2 separate regions of the Mus musculus genome follow, and region 2 is linked to region 1. Evidence: chromatin contacts called from public Hi-C data. All regions are on one chromosome and are shown on one strand. Each heading gives the region's core, a stretch centred on a gene start, on an enhancer-like site or on the middle of the called end of the contact. The rest is flanking DNA. Distances are from core to core; before and after follow the strand shown. Region 1 overlaps Gm32968 (a long non-coding RNA gene). Region 2 has its middle 65 kb from the start of Gm51556.

The links. A called contact is a pair of places that touch in the nucleus more often than the background predicts.
Region 2: a Hi-C map of rod photoreceptor shows a contact between it and region 1, with 2.8 times the contacts expected there. The contact joins two enhancer-like sites. A contact is called at or near these places in 2 of 15 datasets of contacts at CTCF or cohesin (both in embryonic stem cells), 40 of 484 Hi-C or Micro-C datasets (the G1E-ER4 cell line, the HL-1 cell line, the Patski cell line and 17 more), 12 of 115 datasets of contacts at active chromatin or transcription factors (the HPC-7 cell line, the SCID.adh cell line, cardiomyocytes and 7 more) and 1 of 9 other capture datasets (embryonic stem cells).

Annotation. Positions count from the first base shown.
Region 1 is chr8:120,333,823-120,336,522 of GRCm38.p6, reverse strand. It overlaps Gm32968 (a long non-coding RNA gene), which reads right to left. Exons shown (of 3, transcript XR_388103.3): 2 at 297-470. It also overlaps a transcript of Gse1 not described here. Among named protein-coding and RNA genes, the nearest start is that of Gm32968, 7.5 kb to the right of the region's middle. Within about 2 kb of position 1,437, at least 170 of the 459 cell types and tissues checked have an H3K27ac peak or open chromatin away from gene starts, as enhancers often do. A contact at or near this core is called in the HPC-7 cell line, the SCID.adh cell line, cerebral cortex and 4 more, where this site is marked.
Region 2 is chr8:120,424,316-120,427,023 of GRCm38.p6, reverse strand. It overlaps a transcript of Gse1 not described here. Among named protein-coding and RNA genes, the nearest start is that of Gm51556, 65 kb to the left of the region's middle. RefSeq lists an enhancer at 1-2,708. Within about 2 kb of position 1,268, at least 104 of the 459 cell types and tissues checked have an H3K27ac peak or open chromatin away from gene starts, as enhancers often do. A contact at or near this core is called in the HPC-7 cell line, the SCID.adh cell line, cerebral cortex and 4 more, where this site is marked.

The sequences.
Region 1 (2,700 bases), core at 188-2,687:
TAGGTAGCTTTCCAAGATACTTGCTGCCCATGGCTGCTGTAATAAATGACCCCAAATCTAGAGGCTCAGAAACATACCAGACCTCTTTCTGACTGGATCTTAGGGGCTGAAATCTCAGGCTTGGCAGGGCTGGCCTCCCCACTGCCCGGGGGGTCACCTGCTTTATCGTCTTGGCTTCCAGAGAGGATTGTCCCCAGTGGCTGCCTCTCCCACCCCACAAGTCCATTATCACAGATCTGAAGTTCCATTCTATGCCTGCCGCCTCCCCTTTGTCTCCACCCCTCCCCCCACCTCACCAGCCCAGTGTAATCTTGTGGGCCATCTGCACACTGTCCTTCTCGCGGCCCTGGGGATCCGGACATGGATACGGGGGGGCCCTGCCCGACCTCACACAGATGGCCTTTGGACATCGTATGTAACCCACAATCACTGTCACCGGGAAGGACACATGGGTCCCAAAAGCCAACAGCCTGGGGAGAGATGGAGAAAGCAGGGGCTTCTATATCTTCAGCCTCCAGAGAGGGAGGGTCTCCCTCCCACCTCCTACCCCCTCTGCCCCAGCCTCCTGCCCTCTGTCCCCAAACGTCACTCTTCCCTCCTCCTTGCTGGGCATTCCCCAGAGTTACTGTTTTAATAAGCTCCTTGCCCTCTAATTAGCAGGTGCGGCTCTGTAAGGAAGCGCCTGGTGTTTACCTAGCACGGAGCCTTTAATAACTGCAGCCCGGCGGGCTGGCTCCCTAATCCCCTCTGCAGGCGGGCTAATGAGCCTGGCACCGCCAGCCACTCCTGCCTCACCAGGCTAGCAGTGCCCCCAGGGCTTCTTACTGAGCCCCGCCAGGACCCTGGAGCCCACAGACTCCAGGCCTGGGTCAAGCGTGATACCTCGCTCCAGACTGATGGCACTGCCAGGTCCGTGTTAGGGGAAATGAAACCTCCTTAGCGGGTGGGGCTGGCCAATCTCAGAGCTGGCAACATCTCCATACTTAAGGGAGGGCTGTCCCTCGGGACTCAGGCAGGGGGCAGAGGCCACTAAAACATGCAATACTCAGGGGCTGCAGACCAGAGGGCACAAGCTAATTCTACAGCCTGGAACAACCGTTCCTCCCCCCCACAAGCTGGGGGTGGCAACAGCTAGGAGCACTGGGCAGTCTGGGGCAGAACTCATCCAATCAGCTACAGGAGGTCCCCGGAGGGAGCTGTTGACTCCAACAAGGGACAGCTACCACAGGGCAGCTTTCAGGTCTCAAGCTCCCCTCCTCCCAGACACAGCAGGACCCAGAGAGGAAAAAAAAGGCACTCTGTGGCAGAATATTCTAGAACAAGATGTGTGTGGGTTTTTTTTTTTTTTTCCTTTTAAATAAATGGATGTGCCTTGGGGCTGCTTGGGAGGCAGAGGCCCCGCCCACCCATTTGGAGGCGTTGAATAGCTTGAAAGGCCCTTGGAGTGCGGAGGCAAGAGAGAAAGGCCTCCTCTCAGCTTCCTTTGTGGGAAAGCCTCCTCTGGCCCCTGCTGGGCCTTTATCTGACTCGGCTGGTTCTTCCTGCAGTGGGGGTACCTCAGGAAGGTGGGTGGAGGGGAGGCCTCCCTTCCTGCAATCCTCCCCCTCCCTCTTCCCTCCGCTAGCCTCTCTCTCCCTTCCCAGGCCACAAGGTTCCCCAGGCCTTCCCCTTCCTGGGCAAGAGCATTCTAGTGCCTCCTGCTCAGGCAAGCAAAGACCCTGGCCACTGGACACCCTTCAGCTAAGAGCAGTCAAGCACAAACTAAGAGTCAGTTTTTTGCTGAGAGTCACCCTGTGCAGTCATCATAAAAGGGAGACCGAAAATCTGGGGATCCCTCTAATCACAGCCACTGGACCCAAGTGTGGCCAGTGACCCCAGCTAGGTGACAACAAACAACTGGGCACCTTCTCAGGATGCCATCCTTCCTCAACGTCAACCCAGAGGGTGAGTGAGTGACCCACATTCTGTAAATTCGTAGAATGACAGGAAGAATGGCCAGGATCAGAGAACCTGCACCTAGCCATCCAACCTTGACCCCTGGGCTCACAGGGAAAGAACAAAGGAAATGTGAGCCAGACCAAGCTAGTCAGAATCCTGTCCCATCTGGGTGGGTGTGGTGGCGCATGCCTTTAGTCCCAGCACTTGGGAGGCAGAGGCAGGCAGATTTCTGAGTTTGAGGCCAGTCTGGTCTACAAAGTGAGTTCCAGGACAGCCAGGGCTATACAGAGAAACCCTGTCTTGAAACCCCACCACCACAAAAAAAAAAAAAAAAAAAAAAGAAAAGAAAAAGAAAAAAAGAAAAAAAAGAAATTCCCGTCCCGTGTACCCTTCCAGAACTTTCTAGGGCAATGGCACAGACGGCACAGTGTCTGGAAGAGGAAGGGGCTAATGTTGTGACTTCTGTATCTGGCTCTTGACTGTGATGACTTTGGTTCTGGGGCTCCACAAACCAGGAACCCCAACTGCCTAGAGGGAGGAGGCAGGAAGAGTAAACCAGACCCACAAGCCATAGAACAAGTTGGCAAGAGGCCCCACCATGTTGCTAGCCACTCTGCCATCTTGGAAGCGGTTCTTCCAGCCCCAGGCAGAGGCCTCCACAGGTGGTCCCACCTAGCCTCACCCACCCCACCCACCCCACTGCAGGTCTGTGAACAATGGAGCATGGGCTGTTCTGTGGTCGGCAGCACATAGGAGGCTGGA
Region 2 (2,708 bases), core at 19-2,518, 91 kb before region 1:
AAGCTTTCAAAGCTGCAGTTTAAACAGGCCGTGAGTGCATGCAGAGAGGAGACCAGGCACGGCGGCCCAGGCAGAGGACGGTCTTCTCCCTTCCCACACCGACCCACCCGGAAGGAAGAAACCAGTAGGAGAGGCAGGACCCCAACTCTAAGCATAAGGAGCTGTCCTGGGACCATCAACCATCCCTGCTCTTGTCACTAGAGAGCTCCAGAGTGACTCCTGTGACCATCAGGCCTCTTGGATGGGGCACCTCAGTGGTCCTGACTGCCCACCCTCATTTGCAGCACTGCCCGCAGGCCTCCCTTGGTGTGTCACTCAGCCCTCCGAGGTACAGACAGGGTTTGCTTTGTGACTCTCCCCACATGACTCGGGGTGACTGGTGCTATAGAGCTCTGCAGAAGAAAGAGCTACAGCAAGTGCTGGTGAGAAACCGGGCAGAGGCCAGAGATCTCTCTCCCACTCCCTATCGGCACAACCAAGGCCACCTGCAGCTCTGCCTGTTGGATCTCAGCCTGCTGCTTCATCCCTGCTACAAGAGGGCTAGGGGTTGACCCTTATCCCTAGGTTGCTAATGGTCAGGCCACTGCAGAGCCCTGGCCTCCAGCCTGGCAGGTGTCAGGTGACCTCCCCAGCCTTTTCCACAGGCACGGGAGGACCACAGGCTCAGGAGGACCACAGGCCACAGATGGAGACTTATCAGTTCAAAACAAATGGATGGCTGCTTTTCTGAGTAACAGGCTGAGGATCAGGGTGTGTGTGGAAGCATACTTGGCCTGGAGGAGGTGTGCCAAATGGGGGAGATGGGAGGGCTGCCTAAGTCTCCATCCTCCTCTCCCAAGGGGAACACACTTACTGAGACCCTGGAGCAGAGACAACCATGTCTTCATGTGCAGTATGCTACACTGCCCCTTCTGGGATACACAGACTCTGAGGTGCTTCCAGACAGTGAGTGGCAGGTGATTTGGAGTTAGCTAGTATGTAGTGTCCTGTGGCTCTCTAGAGATGGGGGGCGGGGGAGGGAGGAGAGCAGCATTGAGATCCCTGAGTATGTGTGGTGGCATCACAGGACAGCAGAGGGTGTCAGCCTGGGAGCCTCTGGGCTCCTCCCCCCTCCCTCCAGTTCCATCTCGGTCACCCCCGAGGCACCCTGCCCACCCTACCCTGTGCACTTGATAATGCTTGTCAAGACTGCTGAGCAGTCCTGACCTCTCCCCCACCACTGCTAATTAAGGTTCCGCAGTGACAGTTCAACTGCGGAGCATCAAGCTGGCGGCTCCAAAGCCTCTAATTGGGGCTGCTTTTCATTCTAAGCCTGCGGGCTGGGGCTCTCCAGACCTGGGCCCTGGCTCATTTTCCTTTTGTGTTTTCCATCTGAGATGAGGGGGGAGTGGGAGGAGGAGGGAGAGAGAGAGAGAGGAGGGAGGGAGGGAGGGAGAAAACAGGGCCAGGTGGGGCCTTTCCCTGATCCCTTTCTCTGCCCCCACTGAGCTCCTGGCCTAGGGCTGAGCCCTGCCTGGGGGCAGCTGCCTGGATGTCTCCCCCCACCCCCCAGCCCCAGGCTTCTAGGACCCTGGTGTTTGTATGTGTGTGGCCTGAGTGACAGCTGCCCCCACAGAACGGTCTCCTCCCTGGGGCTGCAATGTCTCGCTCCAGGCTCCCACTGGGGCCATGCTGGCTCCCCCTTCCCACCTAATGTTGATGATATGCCAAGCAGGCTCTCCAGGGCTCTCCAACTGCCTTCCTCCTCCCACCCACTAAATCACTGTGGCCTAAAGCCTGAGAGCTGGCTGGGTGGGAGGAGGGAGAGCTCCCTCTCTCCAGAGCTGCCAGGAGCAAAGGCAGTAATGTTACCTGGGGGAGGGGGAGCCAGGAGGAGGTGCGTGGACTTCAGCAGGTGGTGGAGGGGCAAGAGCCACAGGGCCACAGCAGCATCTAAGGGCTATCCTGGGATCCACTGCAGGGGACGGTGATTCCCACTAAGGCAGATTTTTGCTTGCATACACAGTCTCTCCAACTCCACCCCTACCTCCAAAGAGGCCACATAGGGCTCACACTGGATCCAAAGGCTCCCATGCCTGGCGGAATCCACACCACCACACTACCAGGGGTCTCCATCTCAAAAAGTCGAAAGGCTGTAGGGGATTTCAGTGGGGGGGAGAAATATATCTTACAGGGCATCTTCTGCCAACAAAGCCTGCAGCTTTAACTCAGCACTGGGGGACAGAATGCTTCTGGCATCCAGAAAGGCTCCTGCAACAAGGAATCAGACCCTGGGACAGCAGTGGTCTTGAGATCAAGACGCCAGGGAAAGCCAGCTTCCCAGAGGCACAGGACCTGGTAGAGCAGTGTTCTGCTGAGGCTGGCTCTGTCTCAAAGCAAAAACACCCTCAGGCTTGTGTGGGTGTATGGGTCCTGGGTGTCTGGCCCTCACACAGGCTCCTCCCCGCCTTGGACTGTCAGGCTGGGGCAGCGATGCTTCCTCCTGAGCTGGGGTCTCAGCTGCCCACTTTCCTGCTGGGTGGCCCTCCCTGGTCTCCTGACTTTATTCCCTGCCAGTCATGGGTACGGAGGCACTCCGAGGCCCTGGTCCCTGAACATCAGCAGGCAGGCTGGGCAGCTTTCCTCGGAAGTCCTTCCCCCCACTGCACCCCCTGACACACACACACATACACACACACACACACACACACCCCTCACCAAATGCTATG